2 separate regions of the Rattus norvegicus genome follow, and region 1 is linked to region 2. The links are chromatin contacts, called in public Hi-C maps. All regions are on one chromosome and are shown on one strand. The core of a region is the stretch at or near the end of the contact, and the rest is flanking DNA. Distances in the headings are between cores, read along the strand shown.

Region 1 (6,390 bases), core at 1,534-4,033, 190 kb after region 2:
GTAGGTAGATTGCAGAGTTCGAGGCCAGCCCACTCTATAAAGAGCAAGTCCTCAGACGGCCATGGCTACAAACAGAAACCCTGCCTGGAAAAAAACAAAACTTTTTTTTTTTTTTTAGCTTTTCTCATGTAATTTATTTTTATTTTATGTTCATTGGTGTTTTGCATGCATGCATATGTGTGAGGGTGTCCGAAGCCCAGGAACTGGAATTACAGTGTGAGCTGCCCTGTGTGTCCTGGGAATTGAACCCAGGCCCTCTGGAAGAGCAACCAGTGCTCTTATCCGTCTACCATCTCTCCAGCCACTCTTTTATTTTTTTAAAATGTGGTCTCCAGGATAGAGCAGGTTAAGAAGAGCACTGACTAAACTTCCAGAGGTCCTGAGTTCAATCCCCAGCAACCACACGGTGGCCCACAACCCTCTGTAGTGGGATGCGATGCCCTCTTCTGGTGTCTATGCAGACAGAGCACTCGTATATGTAAAATAAGTAAAAGAGAAGGGTCACAAGGAACCTGGGTTGTCCTAGAAATCGCTATGGATGACCTTAAATTTCGAAGTCCTGCTTCTTCCAGGTGCTTCCCTCATGCCTGGCTGCTATCCTGAGATGGGAGTGTTTTCATACAGCCCAGGATGGCCTTGAACTACTTCAGCTCATGAGGACTGGGAATTCAAAGAGTGGTATCAACTGGGAATGGCATCGAATACCTTTAATCCCAGCACTCAGGGTTGGGGTAGGGGGTGGGGGTGGGGGAAGAGGCAGGCCTATCTCAGAATTCTAGAACAGCCTGGTCTACAAATTAGTTCCAGGACAGCCAGGGCTACACAGAAAAACCCTGTCTCAATAAAGAACACCACCACCACCACCACCACCAAAACTGTTGTCAGATAGTTCGCCCTTCCTCTCAATCCTCTCTCTCTCTCTCTCTCTCTCTCTCTCTCTCTCTCTCTCTCTCTCTCATTACATCTCCATCTGGAAACATTGCTAGTTTTGGAATAAAGATTCAGAAAAATTTATGGCAACTTGTGAAAGCTCAATGAATTTTAATTGCAGTGACTAAAACAGTATAGCTAGGTGTGGTGTGGACAGCTGTGTTGTTGGTGCTCAGGAGTCAGAGACAGGAGGATTGCTGCAAGTTTGGTATGATACTGGTCTAGCTACATAGCAATTCTCTGGTCATCTAGAACAATACCTGGACACCTTGTAAACTTAAAAGTAAACTTAAAAGACCTGGGGGCTGGAGAGATGGCTGGGCTGCTAAGTGCTGCTCTAGAGGGCCCAGGTTCTGTGCCCAGCACCCACACCTAGTGGGTCACAACTGCTTGTAACTCCAGTGCCAAAGGATCTGACAGCTGGCCTCTGCCGGCACCTGAGTTCACTTGGCATTCACAAAGATAAATAAAAACAATAGTCTTAGGGGTTGGGGATTTAGCTCAGTGGTAGAGCGCTTGCCTAGCAAGCACAAGGCCCTGGGTTCGGTCCCCAGCTCTGAAAAAAAAAGAAAAAAGAAAAAAAAAGAAACAAACAAAAAACAATAGTCTTAGGGGGGCGGGGATGGCGTCTGAATTGTGCGACTTTCTCATTTGCTTGAGGTACTGGGCTTAATCCCTACCCCTGCCAAACTAACCAAGAAAGCAAAATGACACTCAATAGCGAGCATTGAAGATGCTTGTTTTCATTGCTTTCTTTTCTTTTTTTTTTAAAGATTTATTCATTTATTATATATAAGTACACTGTAGCTGTCTTCAGATACACCAGAAGAGGGAATCGGATCTCTTTACAGATGGTTGTGAGCCACCATGTGGTTGCTGGGAATTGAACTCATGACCTCTGGAAGAGCAGTCGGGTGCTCGTAACCACTGAGCCCTCTCTCCAGCCCCATTGCTTTCTTTTCAAAAGGCAGTTGAGTATGTTGCTGAGTTGTTTTTTTTTTTTTTTTCTCTTCTTTGAGTCATGTGTACTCAAAAGATCAATAGCTAGATTGGAGTTTTTATTTAAATTTCCTAAAGGAGGCTTTAAGCAAAGCATGTTGTTTAGGTTTGCCGTGGTTCGGAGTTTTGACCTCAGCAGTTTGTCAGGGTGGTGCATTGAGAAATGAGATCCTTGCACCGAGCCATCTTCATGCATGGAAACAGGATTCAGCCCTTGTCCCAGTTGCGTAGCGTTGGTCAGATGGTTATCAGAGACTTCCGGATACAGTGAAGAGTGGAAGGAGCCTCCCGGTGTTTGATGGAGTGTCCCCGAGGCTTGCCTAGAATGTTGTTTACCACAGAGACCTTATGGGTTTAACAGAAGATAATAACCGCAGACATTTTTCTTGAAACTGGAAGCATTAAAGATTAGATTTCTTGGCTCAGAATCAGCTGCTAGCATAGTGTCAGCCAGGGTCATTGGAAATGTTTCTTACTGTCCTTGCGCTTCAGGGTTTGAGGCGCCTTCCTCTGGGTCTGTGGATGGAACTCAGCCTCAATGCTGGTGGCAAGCGCCTTACCCCTGAGCCGTGTCCTCAGCTTGACGTGATAAGTGGATACTCGCAAAGGCTGACACATCAATCTTTAAAACTTTTTTTATTTCTTTGGTGACAAGGTCTCTCAATGTATCCTTGGCTGTCCGGGAATTCCCCATCTAGACTGGCCTCGAGCTCCCATATTTGTCTGCCTCTTGCTCCGGGAGAGTTTGGAGTCGAGGTGCGTGCCACCACCATCCAGCTCCTGGACGACTGAACCCCGCCTCCTACCCTCTAAGCCCCGCCCACGCCATAGGCCCCGCCCTCTGCCCTGTGAGCCGCCCCGCCCCTCATCCCGTGCGCCTGTGCCGCGGCGCGCGTCCCCGCCCCTCGCCGTGCGCTCTCGCCACGGGGAGCCGAGAGGGCGGCGTGCGGTCGCGGTTCTTCGCGGGAGGCTGCGGGCTGCGCGGGTGGGTGGGAACGTGGTGGAACTCCGGGCGCTGCGGCAGGGGCGACAGAGCGCCATGGCGGCTGCTGTGGCTACGGCGGTCGGTGCCCGCACCGCGGCGAGGTGAGAGGACGCCTCTTTACCACAACTGAGGAGGCCAGGACAACCCGCCTGCCTGCACTCCACGCGGGCCGCGGCTACAGCATGGCCGGGATCATTAAGAAGCAGATCTTGAAGCATCTGTCCCGGTGAGAGCGCCACCCTCCGTACCCGCTCCCTTCTCGAGCCCTCCGACCTCCCTCGGGCCGCACTAGGGCGAGCGGCTCCGGGCAGTCGCGATTCAACTCTAGCGGGCCGTTGTCAGCGCTGCGTTCTTCCCTCGCCCGGGCCAGCTCCTTCCCCACCCCCGCCGCCGCCTCCTTCCTCAGCGCGGGTCACCCAGCCCTTTCCTGTCCGTATCTCATAGACCCGCACGGAACCCAGCCAGGCCAGCGGTCCAGGCCTCTTCCCGCGTCCCGAGCCGCCCAGCGCCGCTTCCTTTCTGGCTTTGCCACCCGGTGCTGGATTACCCAGGTCCCCTTAGATTGCAGCGCCGACGCTGGCCCTCTCCTTCTGGAAGGCGAGCTCCTCCTCTTCTGTCTGACCCTGTTGCATCACCCTTGAAAAAGATGTAAACCGAGGCTGGTCGTCCTTTCGGACCTCCCTCCTTTCTGGGTACGCTTTCTTCTCGTTACACAGACAGACGGATTGGAGAAAGGTCAGCGGAGGTGGGGATAAAGTTTCAGCAACCTTCCCTTTAAGATGCCTTGGAGGGTTTTTTTTGACAGCCAGTGTCCACTTGTGCTTTGTGGCTTTCTGATAATCCGTTCTGTCGGGCCGGGTATTTGGAGGGTGAGGGATTGACTGGCAAGATAACTTTTCAGCCATACCTGAAGGACTCCGGGTCTCTACGTGATGCAGCAGCTTGTTAGAACTGGTGGCTGCAAAAATTGGGGGTAGCTTTGCCGTTTGTTTTCTCTCCTTTTTCTAGCTTGGGGTTGGTGAGGGTTGTTAATTGACGTGGTCTCAGTAGTTTTAGTGATCCAGAGTTTGGCTGCACAGTGGCTAGTGGTTTGGGGGGGTGGGCGAGTGCGCGTGTGTGCCGTGTGTGTGTGTGTGTGTGTGTGTGTGTGTGTGTGTGTGTGTGTGTGTTGCCAGTCAACATGGAACACCAAGGCTTGTGTGAGCCTCTATCTCTGACGTGGGTGGTGTCCTTTTCCTGGCTGATAGTGGCTTATGTGATCAGCTACATTCAGATACCCTGTTTGTTATGTACTGGGCTCCTGGAGTCTAGGCTCTTCATTACTTCTGATCACTTTCTTTTTTTTTTTTTTTTTTTTTTTTTTTCTTTTTTTTCCGGAGCTGCAAGCGCTCTACCACTGAGCTAAATCCCCAACCCCTTCTGATCACTTTCAAACTGGATAATACCAGTATATACTTCAGAGATTATCGTAGGCTGCTCTGGCGCACACATCCTCAGTCCTAGCATTTTGGAGGCTGAGGTCGGAGGGGTGCAGTTTTAAGGCCAGCCTAGAGTAGAGAAAGTAGAAGACTGCATGAGTTTTTGTATGTGAAGATGTGTTGAAGAGCCTCACACACAGGGAGTGCTCAGTCGGACTCAGGGTATTTTTATGTGGGGTTATAACTTGTGTGGGTGGTTATTTGACGTTAATGAGTGTGTGTGTCGTGTGGGTTCAGGGAGGTACAGAAGTACCACACAGTGTGCATGTGGAGGTTGCAGGGTAACTCTGGGGAGTCAGTTGTCTAGTTCCACTTTTTACTGGGGGTTCTGGGAATCAAACACCTTTCCCTGCCCACGCCTCCTGCTGACTTTTCGTAGTCTGTCTCTCTCTTGAGACAGTGCCTCCCTCACTTTGTAGCCCGAGTTAGCGTGGAGTTAATGGGCCTCCTGCCTTCGCCTCTGAAGTGCCAGAGTAATTGGCATTTGCCACCATGCCTGGTTTTAGGTGATTTTTTTTTTTTTATAGCAGTTTTGGTGGGAGTTAGAAATGTACATATCTGAATCTCTCTCAGAGCATCCCGGAATAAGTGAAGAATCCTTGCTGTAGTCCAGCCCCTCCACTCCCCTCTTCTTTTTCTTCGCTTCCTTGAGACAAGATCTCAGTAAGTGTAGTCTTGGTGTCCTGAAACTTGATCTGTAGACCCGGCTGGTCTCAATGTCCTAGAGATTCTCTAGCCTCTGCTTCTCAAAACACTGGGGTTTAAAGGCGTATTTCACCGTGCCTGGCTTCTACCCCTGGCCCTTGACTGAGGAAGCAAGTCTAGCCAGGGCACAAGGGAAAGTGACTTTTCTAGAAGATAACGGAGTGGTCAGAACCAGCTTCCTAGTCCGTGGACTGTGCTTCTCCTGGGAGCATACAATGTTAATGAGACGCCCTGGAGCCAGGCATTCATTCATTTATTTATTTAAGATATGGGGTCATGTAACCGGAGCTGGCAGCAGACTGTCTTTCCGGACACGTTTGGTGATTGCTGGGGGCAGAAAGCCCTTATGCTTTAAGTAAAGTAGGATTAGTGTGTCTGACTCCCCAGTTGTGGGGCTGCGAGGAGGAGGAAGAGGTTGTGTTCTAGCAGCCACCTCAGCTCCCAGCAGAGGTAGGATGCGGATCTGGTTGGAAAGGCCAAATTCCCAGGACCTTTGTTTACCTTAGACTCACTCCTCAGTGCAGCGAGAGGTGGGTGTGTGTCCTTTTTGCTACTACAGGCAAGGGGAGGAGCCGCTGCTCGGTGGCTTGTAGAACCTGACATGGGGAAGAAAGCCGCCGATATGCAGAGTTCCTGTGTTAACTGTAGTGTGACAGCAGCTTTGTGTACCTTCGGGGACAGTGTCCTGCAGCAGAGAGGACAGGCCATGGGCAGCAAATTGCATTCCGGTAATTTTTATTAATTTCAGCTATTTCTTTTGAATGACTGCATTTCCTCTAGCTAGTTATGGTCAAGGTGCCAGAGAGGCTGCTGGAATTTCATCCATGGTTTGGATGACCGTTGTCCAATACGCATAGCCTTAATGCCCCGTTAAACGTTCATTGGAGCGGACCCGTGAGAAGAGCTCTGTTTAGCGACATGAAATAGTTATTTATTTAGAAAATTGTCAGGATGACCGGGGAGTGGTGGCGCGTACCTACAGTCCCCTGCATTTGGGAGACTGAGACAGGAAGGCCTTGAATTTGAGGCCCTCGTGGGTTATTTATTGAGACCTCGTTTCATAAATAAATGCTAAAATAGATTTTTTTCACTGGATCAGGTTTTTCGTGTTATGGTTCAGTTTTCCCTTCTTGAGAACCCACCTGCTTCAGTCTCCGGAGTGCTGGTGTTGTCAGCACCACGCCATCAAGCCTGGTGCTTCTTGCTTTAGACCACCTCAGCTAATGACCTGGGATTGGACAGAGGGTGTAGGCAGGGTGTGCAGTCGCCCAGGGCACTCTTCATGGAAAGGGC
Region 2 (6,853 bases), core at 1,526-4,025:
TGTGTTTGTGTCTAATGAGACCTCCAGAGGGTGTGAGGATGCCCTGGAGTTGGGGTTACAGGCAGGTGTAAGCTGTCCCATGTGGGTGTTGGCCACCAAAATTAGGGTGTCTGGGAGAGCAGCAAGTTCTCTTAACTACTGAGCCTATTTGTTTAATTTTTTTTAAAGGATTTTCCCCCCAAGACAGGGTTTCTCTGTCAGCCCTGGCTGTCCTGGAACTTGATCTGTAGACCAGGCTGGCCTTGAACTCAGAGATTTGCCTGCCTCTGCCTCCCGAGTGAGAACCTTTGTGGGGAACCAGCCTCTTGGTTCTTTGGTTCTTTTTTTTTTTTTTTTTTTCCAGAGCTGGGGACCGAACCCAGGGCCTTGCGCTTCCTAGGCAAGCGCTCTACCACTGAGCTAAATCCCCAACCCCGGGAACCAGCCTCTTGAGGTGAAGCTTCTGTCTTTTTTTTTTTTTTTTCTTTTTTTCGGAGCTGGGGACTGAACCCAGGGCCTTGCGCTTCCTAGGTAAGCGCTCTACCACTGAGCTAAATCCCCAGCCCCGACGCTTCTGTCTTAAAGGGGTGCGTTTCCACAACACTGGGCGAGAGCACTGGAGATGCGGATAATTGTGGTTATAAAAATGGGTGCCCATGGGGTTGGGGATTTAGCTCAGTGGTAGAGCGCTTGCCTAGCAAGCACAAGGCCCTGGGTTCGGTCCTCAGCTCCGAAAAAAAAAAAAAAATGGGTGTCCTTTTCCCTGGCCTGTTAGGTTCTGAGCAGCGGGCTAGGTACTCTTCGTGCCTTCCAGCATCCCATCTGGAGAGAAAAACCACCACCATTGCTATGAACCCCAGAACAGAGCCCTGGGTGTGTCCGAGGCTCCCCTAGGCCCCAGAGACTCCACCGACAGCTTGTCATATGGCTAACAAGATGAGGAGTCTGAGTCAGTGTTTCCTGGACAGCTGTCGCACCCGTGTGAGCTTCACAGCTTTGCCTGAGGCTGAGGGTAAACTCCAGTTTGGGGTGTGGGGAACCGGAATCAGGGTGCTGAGGCAGGAGTAGAGGGTGGGCCTCATTAGCTCCAGGCTATCGTATCCCCGTGTAGAGAGGCAGCCCAGAGCTGCGGGCCTTGATGGCTTTGCCTTACTCCTGGGCCATCTGGCTAACCTGAACTTCAGTTCTCCTTCAGCACCACTAGAAAACCTTACTGGATAGCTCTGCCCAGAGCCCTCAGCCTTCCGTGGAACACCAACCGCTGATGGTTAATAGAGACTTGATTGGACCTGGGAAGAACTAAGAGACTCTGGGTAAGCATGGGAAGGCATTTCTCGGAAGGACTGACTGAGAGGTAAAAGAGACTCTCCCAAGGTGGGCGGTACCTTCTGGGGTGGCGTGATGTAAGAAGTCTGGGGGTGGGGCATAGTGCCGTTGGCTTGCCCACCTTTGCGTCATGCTTGTGAATGTATCCGTTCTGTTGCTGCTGCAGCCGCTGCTGCAACAGAATCCCACCGTTTCAACCTTCCAATGTCTCCGGAAGGCCTATGATGACTCCTGGGGCTCTTCCGGAACCTTCCACGCATTCAGTGCCACATTGGGACTACTGAGGAACCCAGTGTCCTGGAGAAGCTATGGTATCCTCAGCCTCTCCAGCGCGCGGACTCTTGTCGTCGTTCGAGCAGATCTAACAAGCTCCTTTGTAATAGACATTCCTTCTATCCCTCTGTTCCCTGACTAATACATCCACTCACTTGACGCGTCCAAACCCTGAGAGATGCCGCCTGTGGCCTGTTCATTTGGCGATGTCTTCTAGGTTCTAACCTAGAAGTTAAAGTTTGGAACCAGTGTTCACGGAATTCCTGGTAAATGAACGAACGAACACTACACTGTCGCAGGCATTCCTCTGGGTCCCTAGACTGGTGGACTTCAGAGCTCACAGTGAGGCTCGCCCCCCAGGGAGGGGTTCGGGAAAACTTCCTTCTATGCACCCTGTTGAACATCTCTCGAGCCTGCGCTAGGGAGGGGCAGAAGTGGGCAGTTTTCTCCTCCTGGTCTCATTTCTCTGGTTTATGGAATGTTCTGGACATATTGAACGAACCTTGTGCTCTGCTAAGTCAGGCCCCACAGCCTGGCTCCTGGAAGCAGTTCGAATACAAGGCATGAAAGCAGCTAGTGTGTGTGTGTGTGTGTGTGTGTGTGTGTGTGTGTGTGTGTTTGTCTGTCTGTCACCTTTTAGATCCCCAAGTCCCAGAAAGCCTCCTTGAGGTGAACTGTGGCCTGAGGATCCACACAGGTCTTCTTGGCAGAGCTGAGTGTGGGGGTGGACCGTGGGCTAGGCCGGAGGAGAGCATCCTCACTATTTGGTTAGCCTGAAGGCTCCTGTCCTCCACATACCCAACACACATGGGTAGAGGAGGGGGGTCATCATACCAGGGCCTGTCCTGCGCGTATCCGTGCACACACAGGTAGAGGAGAGGGTCATCGCACCAAACCGCAAACCCCCATCCTGCGCGTACCCCTACATGAGAAGCAGGGATTAGGAGCGCGCAGGAACCACACTCGCCGAGCTCGGGAACAGGCGGCCGGGCGGGCGCGGCCTCCGGGTACCGCGGCGCTGCCACCTGCGCAGCCACCGCGCCGCCATTGGCTCGCGGAGAAGCCGCTCTAATCCGCGCCGCCTCCGCCCCCGCGCGGCGCTGCGCTCCGCGGAGTCTCTGACCTTCCTCCTTCCCGCAGCCCCAGAGAGACGCGCGGCGGTCGCGCCTGCCTTCTCCTCCTCCTTCTCTTCCTCCCCCGGGAAGCCATCCGGGCTTGAGGCTGGGCCGCCGCCGCCGCCGCCGCCCACTTTGCTACCCGCCCCGCCGATGGTGTCCGGTGCTCCGGCACCCAGGTAGGGGGTCTAAGACGTTGAGAGAGTGCGGGGTGGGGGCGGGGGTAGGGTTGGGGTGTGTGGGGGAGTCCAGGGCCCTAGTGCGGGGTGCAGGTAGCCAGCGTGTGATGGCGTTGGACACAGCCGAGGGCAGGTACCTGGGGAGAGGAGGGCGCGCGCCCTGGGATGCTCTTGGACTTGACCCAGGCAGTGCCAGGATGGCCTCTGGGGATGTTAAAGGGGAGGCCTCTACCCTGGGGAAAGGGAGAGGAAATTGGATCGTTGGAAAGCGGGGGCCTGGCCCCCCGATGTTGAGTGTTTTTCTGCGACCAGCTGGGATGGGTGGGCTGATGCCAGCTTGGTGCGTAGGTTATTTCTGGATCAGAGTGGGCTGGGGAGAAGCACAGCCGGCGATGTCTGGTTTAGATTACAGGTACTTCCTTCTTTGCTTCCGACCCCTCCCCCCCACCAGCTGGGGGTGGGCGGTGGAAGGAGAGAGGAGGTGTGGGTGCTGAGGGCCCCCGCAGATGCTGCAGAATCCTCTCTGCGCCACCCCGCCTTCTCGAATCTCCACCAACCTCAGACCATTTGGTCACGGTTGGGGCGCTCTCCGGGCTGTGTTCACCTTTCAGGAGGCTGTGCAAAGGTTAAAGGGTCATTAATGTGCCTGCGACACAGTGGCAAACCCCAGGGCTTGGCTAGACTCAGCTTCAAACCCTCGGCTTGGCTTTTAAGTTCCAGCCTTACCCTCCACCTCCCCCACCTCCCCCAAACCCAGCTCTGCAGCCTGGGGGGGAACACACACATGCGACATCTTCTTCTTCTAGGCACAACCAGAAATAGCCCATTGTCAGGGGCCCTGGCACAGCTGGGGTGCAGGTTGCCAGTGGTCTGGGAAGCTCTGCCCACAGCCTGGTTTTCTTGTCAGATCTTTGCCTGGCTACTCAGATCACTCTCTCTAAGGAGCTTTCTGGTGCCCCAGGTGAGAGGTCACCTCCGACTCCATGTTCTTGGACCCTGTGGGCCTAGAGGTTATTTATGTCTGGCCTGTCCCCCTCTAGACCAAAGGACCTTCAGGTTAGGATTCTGATTGGTCTCTGTCATTACTCCAGTGTCTGAGGACTCCTCACTGAAGAAATGTTTGCAGTATGAATGAACAAACGAACGAACGAACGAACGAATGAATTTATAAATTCTGGGCAACAGCTAGCAAGCTGAAAGATGGAGGGGAACCCCTTTGGTCTTTCTATTCTCCGGGACCAAAGAGTCATCAAGAAACTCCTTTAGGCCTGGGGTTGAGTGTCAGCTGTGACTATTGGAGGGGCTTCTGTCCTGCTGGCTCCTGTCTGACTGGTTGGTTCCCTGTGTCCCCAGGGAGCCTGACCCTTTGTTGAGGGCTTCCCTTTCTTCAAGCTACTGGGTTGGTGATTTCTCCTAAGATGCTATGTCTCAACTATAGCTAGACAATCCGGGTCAACTTCCAGAACTGGGTGGGCCCCAGCCAGGCTGTCCTAGGTCTCTGGAGTCTTGGCAGTAAGCGGTGTGTGTAAAAGGTGACATGGGCCTTTGCAGAGCCCTTCTTGGCCAGCCTCGTTCCTTTGACAGGTGCACAGACATCCCTCAGTAGGCTGTACCACCCTGCCAGTCAGCTGACTCCTCTTCCTCCCCCTCTGCTTTCCTTTCCTCTGAATTCTGACGCTCCTTCGCTTTCTCAGGAAAGCCACGCTGCTCTCGCCTGCCTGCAAGCCTTCCGAAGCATCCTTGCCCTATCTTGCTCCTCTCCTCAGACCCTCTGTCTCAGTCTTTGAGTGACATCTTCCCCGGGGTCTGCAGACAGTCCGTGGATAAGGGAGGCGTGTCTTGGTCTGGTGTCCCCCAAGGCCTGACACAGAGAGACCTTCACTTGTGGAAAGTGTGACGTAGTGGGTCCTCCGTGACTTCAGGTCACTTGAAAGGCTCTTCCCCAGGAGAGGCCTGCATCCCTGGCAGGATTGAGTGGCAGTGGGAGGAGACTCATTGAATAGAAATTTCTGTGAGTCTGGCAGGCCAGGAAGCACAAGGAAGGCCAACAGGGGAGGAGCTCACTGATCCGGGGTCCTCCTCATGGAAGCAAGAAGAGGAGCTGAGGGAATGGCTGTGCTGAGGAGGAACAGGGTCCTCTGAGGGCCTGGAACAGACTATGACAAGCAAGCACTTTCCGCTGAGCCCCGCCCCAGCCCCTCACTGGGGGCTTCTAGGCAAGGCCGATTCTTCTGCGATATATAGAGCCAGCCCTTAGTTTTACATTAAAAAATTATCTTACATTTCTATCATCATCATCATCACCACCACCACCACCACCATCATCATCATCATCATCATTATACTCTTTTTTTTTTTTTTTGGTTCTTTTTTTTTTTTTTTTTTTTTTTTTTCTTTTTTTCGGAGCTGGGGACCGAACCCAGGGCCTTGCGCTTCCTAGGCAAGCGCTCTACCGCTGAGCTAAATCCCCAACCCCATCACTATACTCTTGTTTGAGGCAGGGTTTCTCTACCTGGCTGTCCTGGAACTCACTCTGTAGACCAGCTCGGTCTTGAACTCACAGAGACCCACCTGCCTCTGCCTCCTGAGTCTTTTTGTTATTTTTTATTGTGTGCAGGTGTGCACGTGAGTGTGGGTGCCTGCGGAGGTCAAAGGTGTTGGATCCCTTGGAGCCTGGGTGACAAGATGATAGGGAGCTGCCCAGTGGGGGCGCTCGCTGGGAACCATCTCATCCTCTCTAAGAGCACTGTGAACTCTCAACTGCTGAGCGTCCCCCCAGCCTGTGTACAGATATAGATATATACATATCTGTGTATATATGTGTATATATTAAAGATTTATTTATTTTATGTATGAGTACACTGTCGCTGTCTCCAGACACACCAGAAGAGGGCATCAGATCCCATTACAGATGGCTGTGAGCCACCATGTGGTTGCTGGGAACTGAACTCAGGACCTCTGGAAGAACAGTCAGTGCTCTAACCACTGAGCCATCTCTCCAGCCCCGGATTTTTTTCTCAAAAGGAAACACAACCAAACCAGAACAAGAACAACAGCAGCAGCAGCAGCCACAGCAAAACCTTCCAGGCTGGTGAGATGACCCAGTGGGGGAAGGTACTTGCCATGGAGGTGGATGATTTGAACTTCTGGGACCCACGTGGGTGGAGGAGAGAACTGGTTCCGACCGGTTGACCTTTGGCCTCCACTCATACTGTGGTAAATAAATAACTGTAAAATAGGAGAAACAAACCCAAACTTTCAAGCCAGAGGTGTTTGTGTATGTCTGTGCGACACACACTCACACACGTATATGAGAGAGAGAGAGAGACAGGCAGACAGACAGACTGACTAACAGACTGACTGACTGACTGATTGACTGACTGACTATGATATCAGCCTATGGGAGGAGAATTAAGAACCAAGTCCAGCTTCGCAGCTCATTTTGAGTCTGACCTAGACTATATGTGACTGTTTCAAACAAAAAGCTTTCAGTTTTTTTTTTTTCTTATCACAAAAAGTAATTGGGGTTTGCTGCAAATCATACATCGGACTAGAAAGCCGTTAGCTACCGTTGCAGCCTTTCGAACACCCTGTGTACCTTACAGTTGGTTTCTAGGACCATGAAGGACTGGGCCTCAGGGACTGGGATGGGGCAGCCAGGGCCCTAGGAGATACCCGACAGGAGCCATCCACCCCTAGAAGCAGAGCTTCAGTTAGTGACAGTGGCACTCGCAGATGACCCCACAGGCTTTGCGCAGCTGGCAGGACCTTCAGAGGTGTGTCCGGTTACATCTCAGCATCCTCAGGCACAGCTGCTGGGGACCAGTGTGGGGCAGTTATGGATGGTACCCCCAGTAGCCAGGGCGATAGAGGATGGGCGGGCAGGAGGAACCTGGAGAGGACTTTGTGACAAGGTGATAAGAAAGTGGATATTGGGGGTTGGGGATTTAGCTCAGCGGTAGAGCACTTGCCTAGCAAGCG

What was found. Hi-C and Micro-C count contacts between places; a contact is called where the count stands out from the background.
Region 1: a contact with region 2 is called in a Hi-C map of kidney, with 4 times the contacts expected there. The contact joins the promoter of Bltp3a here to the promoter of Pacsin1 in region 2. A contact is called at or near these places in 2 of 12 Hi-C or Micro-C datasets (kidney and liver).

Annotation. Positions count from the first base shown.
Region 1 is chr20:5,909,250-5,915,639 of GRCr8, forward strand. It overlaps Bltp3a (bridge-like lipid transfer protein family member 3A), which reads left to right and starts at 2,784. Exons shown (of 21, transcript XM_002728921.6): 1 at 2,784-3,140. The coding sequence starts at 3,097.
Region 2 is chr20:5,718,885-5,725,737 of GRCr8, forward strand. It overlaps Pacsin1 (protein kinase C and casein kinase substrate in neurons 1), which reads left to right and starts at 2,776. Exons shown (of 10, transcript NM_017294.1): 1 at 2,776-2,872.